Regions from separate parts of the Mus musculus genome. Here all the other regions are linked to region 3. Evidence: chromatin contacts called from public Hi-C and promoter capture Hi-C data. All regions are on one chromosome and are shown on one strand. Each heading gives the region's core, a stretch centred on a gene start, on an enhancer-like site or on the middle of the called end of the contact. The rest is flanking DNA. Distances are from core to core; before and after follow the strand shown.

The links. A called contact is a pair of places that touch in the nucleus more often than the background predicts. Capture Hi-C pulls out chosen DNA fragments and counts their contacts.
Region 1: a Hi-C map of uterus shows a contact between it and region 3, with 3 times the contacts expected there. The contact joins the enhancer-like site here to the promoter of Sh3bgr in region 3. A contact is called at or near these places in 7 of 484 Hi-C or Micro-C datasets (bone marrow-derived macrophages, embryonic stem cells, group 2 innate lymphoid cells and 1 more), 1 of 115 datasets of contacts at active chromatin or transcription factors (astrocytes) and 1 of 9 other capture datasets (liver).
Region 2: a contact with region 3 is called in a promoter capture Hi-C map of liver. The contact joins the promoter of Pcp4 here to the promoter of Sh3bgr in region 3. A contact is called at or near these places in 1 of 39 promoter capture datasets (hippocampal neurons) and 3 of 9 other capture datasets (adipose tissue, embryonic stem cells and liver).

The regions. Positions count from the first base shown.
Region 1 is chr16:96,616,212-96,619,461 of GRCm38.p6, reverse strand. The region is part of intron 30 of Dscam (DS cell adhesion molecule); the gene reads left to right. Among named protein-coding and RNA genes, the nearest start is that of Gm32509, 100 kb to the left of the region's middle. Within about 2 kb of position 1,536, at least 9 of the 459 cell types and tissues checked have an H3K27ac peak or open chromatin away from gene starts, as enhancers often do. A contact at or near this core is called in uterus, where this site is marked.
Region 2 is chr16:96,465,975-96,469,235 of GRCm38.p6, reverse strand. It overlaps Pcp4 (Purkinje cell protein 4), which reads right to left and starts at 1,630. Exons shown (of 3, transcript NM_008791.3): 1 at 1,446-1,630. The coding sequence starts at 1,454.
Region 3 is chr16:96,198,742-96,202,383 of GRCm38.p6, reverse strand. It overlaps Sh3bgr (SH3-binding domain glutamic acid-rich protein), which reads right to left and starts at 1,914. Exons shown (of 8, transcript NM_015825.2): 1 at 1,636-1,914. The coding sequence starts at 1,680.

The sequences.
Region 1 (3,250 bases), core at 287-2,786, 420 kb before region 3:
CAATGCTAACAATATCCGTGCCCCTCGAAAATAAAAGGTTGGGCTTTCTCAATCACACACCAATGCAATAGATGTGATGAACTTTCAGTTGGGATGTTGAAGCATCCTTTATTACTTGTTAGGTGTGTGTCAACTCAAACCAACACACCTTAGTCTTGGGTTACTGTAGAAATTGCTAGAAATTTCAGGTGAAGATAACCCTTTGAACTTTATACAACATGGGAAAGAGAAGGGTGATTAACTTGAATGTGTTGTGCAGTATTGCATTTGGGGGAGAGAAACAATCTCAACATGTGTTATCTACAGCAACCTTTCAATTAAAAAGTAGATGTCAGAGTCTTTGTTTCAGGCATTGGAAGATAGAGTTTCAGACCAATAGTCCAAGGTTGTGCACATGAAGTGCACACAGAAAGCTGCTGTAAACATGTCTGACCTCAAAGCTAGCATTCGTCTCCTAAACACACAGAGAAGAGTGGTGCTTCTGGCAGCTAAATCTAGAGATATTGTTCTGCTTAGTATTCATATTTGCATTGGTAATTGGTGGAAACTGATTACTGCAAAGAAGTTTCCTAATGTACATCTAGCTTATTAATTAGTCTTGTTTATTCATAATTGAAACTATTCATAAATCCCCTCAAAGGGTGAGAAATTAATGTCCCAATTGTCACTTTGGAAGCTTTGCCATCTCGCTTGTAAGTCTCTAATCACTCTCTCTGTAAAATACCACACTTTTAGAGACATATAATATCATGAAGAAACCCATGATGCATTGCTGGAAGCTGTGGCTTACGAATTCTAGCTTATGTCATGCAGTGAGCTTCATGGTATGACTGATCAGTTCCCAAACCAGGTTGTAACACTCAGGATAGCATTGAACAGAGCTAAGGACCACCTGAGACTGTGGCTTTCAACATGTTGAAGCCATGTTTGGTTTGTCCCTTGTGCAAAACTTGTCTCCTTCCTTCTGAGGATGTCAATATGTTCTGGAGACACAAATAGTAGGAACCACTAGTTCTCTGAGCTTGTGTCTACAAGCTAAGAGCCTTGTTACTAAAATGCTTCAAGGCCTTGACCACTCTTTGACTTTATCACTGTGAGCTGAGATCTGGCTCCAGCCTCTTCAGATTTCTAGGCTACATTTTTTTTTTCTCTTAAATCAAAAGACAGTTGACACATCTGGGAGATATGTCATTGCCTGCCTTGATCACAGCACATTGGTTCCATCTGTCAGGTAAAAAGCAACACAGAATGATGCTTTCCTTTGAATAGCCTTTGAGAGCAAAGGCACCATGCACAGTAGCTATCACAAATAGTTAATGCAGGAGCAGAAGCAATGACAGGAATGTACCAGAAACTTCCAGCAGCATGAAGAATATGCCATGGAATAATGGGGAGTGGTTTTGACGGCATTTAAAATATCAGAAATGAATTTGTACCACGTGCAGACACTGTAAACCAGGGACTCTAGCATGAGGCAGGGAGGAGTGTGCTCCATGCCTCATGGCTATGAAGTTGTTATGCATCACTGGGGAAATAGAATTCCTCCATTCAGCATTTAGAAATGTTTATTCAGGTTTCACTTTGCATATATGGCTCGTACTCAGTGTTGGGAATGCACTGCAAACAAAATGAGGAAAGACTGTATTTTTCATTTTAGTGGGAAGGCAGATATTACACACGGAGTATGGTTTCTTTCTCTGGAAATGATAGATAAAGAAAAGACAGAGTGAAGAGGCACAGAGCCAGGTCAATCAAGTACAGGGTACAGGGACGGTGCGAGGAGCCCCCTAGACCTGGGTTTTTTGGGAACTCTTTCATGGAGGAGGAGGTGGTACAAACCAAGGTCAGAGGGGAACCAAGGTCATCAGAGGGAGAGCTGGAGCTGGCTGTCAGGAGAGAGCAGGGAGGGAAAAACCCCAAGACTCTCCGGAGCACTGGAGTAGACACAGCCCTGGGGTGCTGGCGAGCTGCCGTGAAAGCAGTTAAGAGAGCAAGAGACAGAAACAGCTGTCCAAGCCATGCCATGTACGTGGGGTCCATCCTGATAGTCCTACCACGTTGTCCCAGGATCCAACCTGGCTGTCACCTGGAAACACTACAACTTGGGAGCATGCTTCTCTCCTTCACAGTGAATTTCATTAAACCACGCTGACAGACAGCAAAGCGATTCAAGCTTGGGCACTGCTCTCCAGGTCTCTCCTCCCACCCTAAGATGGAATTATTCAGAGTCATCCTGAAAACACTCTCTTGAGGATGTCTGCAATCTTTTAATTATCCCATTAACTATATTCTCAAGCCTAAACACGGTAGAGAACAGTAATATGCAAGTGTGTGCGTGCGCGCGTTTGTGTGTGTGTGTGTTATGTTTGTTTTTAATGAAGACACTGAGTGACTTAGCCCCACAGCACCTTCAAAGCTTGACCTTCAGGAATGTCCTGGAGCGCAGATCCTTGCTCGCTCTTGCTCCCTGGAGCTTGCCACCACCTCTAACTAGCTGTCACATCTATATTAACACACTCCTGTGGTCCGATGGCCTAAGCCCAGCTCATTAGAGCTTGTTATGTTTGCAGAGATACATTTGTGAAGCCAGCTCTATAGCCAAGAGTTCTGCCTCTGTGGGTGCAGCTGCACGCACATCAGAACTCCTCATAAAGATTCCACCTGTACCGAGCAGGGCTGAGGCTCCCTGATCACAGTTCCCTCAGACATGCCGTATAACAGAGTTCTATAGCATTTGCATTAAATTAGGTACTATTAGGAATCTGTTGTTTGAAGTGTGTGGGAGGACACACACAAGTTCTATGCAAACACCGTGTCATTGTGTCAAAGAGTCTTGAGCATCTGCAGGCTTTGGTACCCAAGGAAGTTCTGGGATCCAGTCCCAGTGAATGCCAACGTTTCTATGATCCAACTATATTCCCCATGGTCTCAACTACAAAAGGCATCATTTTTGCATCCTCTATGTTAGGATCATGTTGCTATTGCAGGAGTCTTTATTTATTACTAGAACATTGGAAGCTGCTGTCTGTATACAAACACGACTGCAACTCCAGAGTTTGTGTTCCCAAGTATTTTATTAGCTTGCCAGAGAGTTGCGCCAAATTCTTCTCTTGTGTGTGAGGAATGGAAACAATGTGCCATTCACTGCTCTCAGTATGTGAAGACACACACTTTAGCCATATCTTTTGCTCAGTTTCCTTCCTTCCTCTGTATGAATGACACTGATGTCTGTATGAATGACATTGAATCC
Region 2 (3,261 bases), core at 381-2,880, 270 kb before region 3:
TGCCCTTGGTCTTCAGAGCCCTGCTTGCTTTCCCTGGATTCTCTACCTCCTTCTGCCCCACCCTTTCCAGCTGTTCCAGAGCCCCACACTCATTTATTTGGACAGAGCCAGGCACCAGGTACCAACTACTTCAGTGTGACAAGGCTAGCCCCAGATCTAGCTGGCGGTCTTGAATCGGTTGGTCCACTTCCCTGTGCCTCAGTTTCCTCCTCTGTCACCGACTGCCCAGGATATGGAGAGGCTCACAGAAGGGGACACATGTGGGAGTGCTTGGCACTGCTCTCAGCATTTACACCATGAGGCAACCAATGGCTGTCACTGTGGCTTCTGTTCCCAGGGTTGCCAGGAGACTCCCATCTCCCAGCCCAGATCCACCCTCCTCCTCCCCCAAGCTCTTGGCTCTCTCCCAAGTCCTGTGCCTGGGTGCTGCACCACCTTGCCCTTCTGCCTGTTGTTTGGATCCAAAGCTGTCCATAGAGGAGAGAGGAGCTGCGAGGAGACATTTGATTTCTGAAGTTGTTAATTCTACTCTAGACTTCCAAAAAAAGATCACCCATCTGTCAAACATTTTTTTTAAATAAAATACAAAGAAGATAACAGATCTTTCACAGTAATTAAGTATCAAGTGAGAGGAAATGAAAACAGACTTGGCTGGGCATCTAGTTGAAGAGGATAGCACTGTGTAACCCCAAATCTTGTGGGAGAGATTACAGTTGCTTTTTAAAAGAAAAATATGCAAGCCACCAGCTTGTATATTCTATATACATTTAATCAGAAAAGGGTCTTGGGTTTAAAATGAGCTCTTTTGCCAACACTCCCTGATGCCTCAGAGGTAGCAGTTTCTCTCTCTCTCTCTCTCTCTCTCTCTCTCTCTCTCTCTCTCTCACACACACACACACACACACACACACACACACTCAAGCTTGGACTCCGAATGTTTTCCAGGGCTCTGATTAACTGATTAACTGCAAGCCCTGTCACAGACAATGATTCTGCAAGAGCTGCACTTAGGCACAAATCCTAACCCCCTTCCCCACCTCTTTTCTGAGACCGGATTTCCCAGGTGGCTAGCACTGTCTGCTAACATTCAGATTGTATCCCAAGGAAACACGTGAGGACGCACTCCCTGGAGAAAGCACAAATATTCATGAAAGAATCAAATAACTGGCTTTCTCTTCAGAGGTACAAAATCCTAAGTCATAGATCAGAAACAATATACCTACATCCCTTTCTCTTTCTAAGGCTAATTTCAAAAGTTGCAAACTTAGCAAATTTCTACACTGCATTCAAACAAAGCTATCAAGACAGCCTATGCTCAAAGCAAATAATAACAGGATCCATCTACCCCTCAGCCCCACTGGGCACCTTTTGGGTTTCTGAGAATCCCACAGGGGCAGAGCCTTCTCACTCTGCGGTTTCCCTGTGAGAGTGGAAGGATTGCTCACCTCACTCATGTTGGCCTGACTCCGCAGCTAGGTCCCACAGAACAGCTCAGAAGGCAATGCTCAGGGGTGGCTGCTTCCCTGGTCCTGGCTTTTCTCTTAAAAAGAGCTGCTGGGTGGCATCATGCCTCCCGCCAACCAATGAGAGGCATTCACCTGTCTGAACGCCTGCAGACATCCGAGAGCGCAAAGAGCCACCTAGTGGAGCACAGTGGAACTGCGTGGCAGGTCTCTGCTCCGTTTCCATCCAGGAACCAAGGAATTTGCTGCACACCAAAGCATCCACCCTAAAAGGATTCTATACCCTGCTGCAGAGATACTTGGTCATCCATGATCATGGCTGATCAGGTCACAATAGCAAGGAAAGAGACTCGTTCTAGATGCCCATCAGCAGTCAAAAGGATAATCAAGCTGCAGTATAGAAGATTTTAAGCCATTAAAAAACGGGGGAAGGGGGGAAATCATGACATTTGCAGCAAGATGGAAGAAAATGGGAAATATTACAGCAAGTGAGGTACGCCAGACTCAGAAGGACAAATTTCCCTGCTCATATGGAGATCCTGACTTCAACTTTTTACTGATGTGTTTATTTGAATGAGGGTGGGTTCAAGGGGTGGGGGTGGGGAGGGTAAACTACGACTTGTGATATGAGATTGAACAGGGAATACTGGGGATAGAAAGAAATAAATGGGGAGGAGGGGCAAGAAATGGTGGAGAAGAAGGGGTGGGGACAGCCAACTGAAACTCAAGACGTTTGAAATGCCACAAGGAAACCTGTTGCTTTGGAAGGTTTTATTTATTTTTATTTTTTTAATTTAAAGGAGAGAGAAACATAACAGTCACAGGCACACTGATGGTCACAGGACTGCCCCTGCCGATGGACTGGGAGGTGCAGGACTCACACCCTCTGGGACTGTATCTTACATGTCTATAATTGACAGACTCTGTTTCTCATTGAAGAGCAATGGGAAACTTTGTATGGAGTGGTTCTTATCCCTCTGGGCTCCCAGCTGTTCCCGGCCCCCTTTGGGGGCACCAGCTTCAGACTTTAGAGTTGACCACCCTCTGTTTAGAGTCCCCCCCCCAATCTGTCTGTCTGCTTGGACCCTAGAGTGGAAGGACATGTCTGTAGTGACCTTTGGAGTCCAGCAGTCTTGAATCCCACTTGGCAGTGACATGAGAGAAAACATCTGTTTTCACTTAGGGTTGTGACAGCCCCACCTAGGGACAGGACCCCATAAAAGGTCTCCTCACTTTGGCCCTGATGAGCCATTGGGGAAAGCAGCTCCTTTTTATACCTCTCAGTCCAGACCTTGTGAGCCTGGAAGTGTGGTGTCTGCCAGATAAGCAGCATTAGAGTGTATGCCCCAGCTGATCATGGTGAATATCAACATGACTAGCAAGACCATGTTGAGGGCCCCCCAAACCTTCCTTGGTGCCCCCAATACCTGTCCCAGTGCCTCCTGTACCCAGAAAGACCTGCACGACACCCCCGTCTACTGATTCCCTCTTCTCGGCTCAGCTGCATTCTCCTTCCCGAGTTGCCAGCTTTCTGTTCCAAGTTCTAACATCATGGCATCCTCTGTGTGTCTCCAAATGGAAAGGGCATGGCCAGAAACTGTAGTACACACATGTAGGGGTGTGCACATGTCGGGGTGTGAGAGAACAGGGAGAGGAAGACAAGAGCTTCACCCACAGCTCCTATGGGTCCCTAACCTAAGCCAGAACCACTGTCATGGACATCATGTCTTCCAAGTGGAAGCACTGGATGTTCACCAGGGTGCAAATTTCACAGAGGGAAATATATGGACAGTATGGT
Region 3 (3,642 bases), core at 665-3,164:
TTAATTCCCAGCACCCACATAGTGGTGGCTCACAACCATCTGTTACTCCAGTCCCAGGGGATCTGACACCTCTTCTGGCCTCTATGTGCATCAGGCATATGTGTGATATAGTAACATATATGTATGCAAAATATCCATGCACCTAAAACTAAAAGTAAGTAAGTGACTGTGAAAAGTTTTCAACACTGAGCACTAATGTTTGAAACCCACTTCAAAACCAGCCCATCAGATCACCTATCCTTGAAAATTTATTTCCAATCTAAAAGACCCAAGCGCGAACTCCCAGGATGCAGCACAGTGGTAAGTTAACATGCTTACACAGCAAGGGTGAGGCCCCAGGTGTGAACCCAGCCAGCACTGAAGAAACATGGGTGTGCTCCTTATGTAAACCCATCAACAGCCACGGAAGTTCTGTGTTCTCAATCTCTGTGATTGGAATTCTCCACTCGAGCTGTGTGCTCCTCTTTTTCTCCTAGTCCAGGGCATCGATCAGTTCAGGGCCACATGATGTCATAATTTCCAAGTCTGAGTTAGTCTACATACTACACAACAAATAGAACCACAGAAACCATCCTGGACGAGTGGGTGGGGTTGCCAAACTCTTTTATTTTCTGCCTGCCTTCTCTGAAGATCCTCCTGATTGTCCGCGGTTGGGTGTAGTGGCCTTCAGCAAATTGTGGTTGGGGCTGGTACTTAGCCAGGGCCTGGAAACATCTCTGCGGAGTGACTGTCAGAATTCCAGCCGCAACCTGAGACCCTTCGGAACAGCTATTAAAGGAAACAGCCCCCTCTCTGGTCTCTAACTCTTGGAATTAATAGACTGTTTTCTTCCCACAGCCTTCCTCATTTCTGCTAAGTACTGACTAGAACCTTCACAAGACAGACACTAGAGTCCACCTGAAGCCAGTCTCCTACAATTCATTCCTAGACCTAGAACTGAGTCTCTAAATTGCTCTTATTTCTTCTACCAGCGGGTCTACATAAATGCAGGCTGGAATCAGAGAGTGGGTGGTCTCAAGCAATCCGAGCTAAGCCATATGGAGCTGGGCTTTTAGCTCACACTCTAGGTGCCCTCACATAGGAGAGCATTTAAAACTGTGGGCCTCAGATGGGTTTGCTGCTGTCATTGTGACATCATTTTCTACAAATAATAAGCTCATACCTACTATCTTCTAATGTTTCCAGCTATTTCAAATATAGGAGTAATTGTGCCCCGAGGTCGTTTGGACGATCTGATTCATCTCTCCCTGACCCGTCATCTGTCTCCAAGATTTAGCCTGCGTCTTACAGAATGAATGATAAAGCACTAAAAATTCCAAATGGCTAAAACTACACAGCACTACCAACAGCGCACAAAACACCGGTTAAAAGGAGCATGAAACACTCCCCCCGTCCAGTCACCTTTCACGCCAACCTGCCAGATTACACACTCACATACTTTTTCCAACATCACGAAGACAGAGGCAAAAAAGCGCAGGGCGCTCATGCTCACCGCAGTGTGCAGTTGACTCCCACACAAAAACAAAAACAGCATTCAAGGCCAAAAGCCGGGGCATACCCACTCCTTCTGCCTCCAACCAGGAGTTATCCAGAAAAACACATAGGAAGAAAGCCCACAGAGCCCCAGACACCTACCGCTATGGACCCAGAAGATGTGGCAACAAACACTTTGATAACCATTTCGACAGTCGGAAAGAGGACTCCCCCTAACACACCCCTGCTAGGGAAGTCGCTGGACAAATCCCGCAGTGACGCCCGGGGGAGCAGGTGCCAGGTCAGGGCTGGCGGTGATCCAAGCCTCTGCTCCCAGCCCTCCCCTCCAACCAAGAGGCTAAAGAGCAACGGGGAGGCATCCCGGGCTTCCCCCTCCGTTTGGGATGTCAGGAAAACGATTGGCTGATAAAAGCAGCCACTGGACCCTTTCCCTTATCACTTTAAAGGCCTAACAACAGTCCCTAAAAGGCCAGGCTGAGAGCTCGGGAGCGCACCAATCACAGACCCATGGAGAGGTGCCTAGGGCAGAAGAGGCGGGGCTCTGGAAACTGTGGGGTGTGGAAAAGAAGCGAGTTGTCCAGAGCCTAGGGAAAAGCCCAGAAAAAGTCACCTTATCCAGAACCAGGCTGGATTCACCAGGCCTTGGACAGACCACAGAACTGTGAAGACTGAAACAGCCGCACTGGCCACTTAAATGAAGCGCGGCTTCCTGATTTAAAGTTTTCTAGAGGGTTATTTAAAAACCCAACGAACTGTCACAGGATGGAGATTCCTCTGTGAGTGGCCTGTTTCCTGCTTTCTCCTTCCACCAGCTGTTGGGTGCTGTAAAACTTCACTGACACTTCAGAGCTGGTGGCTGCCGATGACTGTATCTAGAAATAATCTCCCTATTTTAAAGGCTTTGGGAGATGGGGATGTTTATAACAAGCTCTAAAGCATCTTATTTATACAGGTGATTTGAACTGCATTTAAAAAAAATCAGAGTACAAAACTAGTAAAAAAAAAAAAAAAAAAAAAAAGCCCAAATGTTAGCAGCCCAGACTCTGCTGATGGGTTTCAAAGCAAGGTCAAGGACCCATGAGGTGGCTCACTGGATAACGGCCTGCAAGCCCGAACACCTTCCTGAGTTTCATCCCTAGAACTTCATAGTGAAAGGAAAAAAAGCAAATCACACATACACACTCAGACACACAGACACACATATGTGTGCACACATATACACACAACACACACACAGAGACACACATGCACACATATATACCCTAGAACTTTATGGCGGAAGGAAAAAAATACACAAACACACTCACACACAGAGACAGACACACATAAACACACATGTGTGCACACATATGCACACAATAAAAAAACATGCACACTCATACAGAGACACATGCACACACATATACACATAAATATGCACATACATACATGCACACACACAAATACACACATACACAATCACATGCACACACATATATACACATGAATACACAAAGACACACACATGCACACAAATACAATACACACACATACACTCAGACACATGCACACACATACATATGTATACACACAGTAAAAACACAGGCATACTAATACACACAGCCACATGCACACACACACACACACACACACACATATATATATATACATACATACATATACATGAATACACATATGCACACGCACGAATATACACACACATGTTCACACACACAAATACAGACATACACACAAATACACAAAGACATACAGACACACCCATGTACATATATACACACACATACACTCAGACACACATGCACACACATATATACATATGGCGGAAGGAAAAAAATACACAAACACACTCACACACAGAGACAGACACACATAAACACACATAGCGTAGGCTGTGGGCTGTTTCTTCTTTCTTGTTGGTTCTTCTTGAGGCAGCAGAGGGGGAAGAGCATAGGTGGAGGGTAAGACTTTGTCTTATGAGTTTCTGGGGTAAGGCTTTGTCTTACAAAAAATTAAAGGTTGCTGTATAATAAAAAGTTTACTTATCTAAGTCTGAGTTACAGTTGTAGCTGACCTGCCTCTGATCCTCTGAGGCCAGAAACTTCCGTCTCTAGCACATAGAACCTCATCCTAAAACAGCAGGTGATTAAG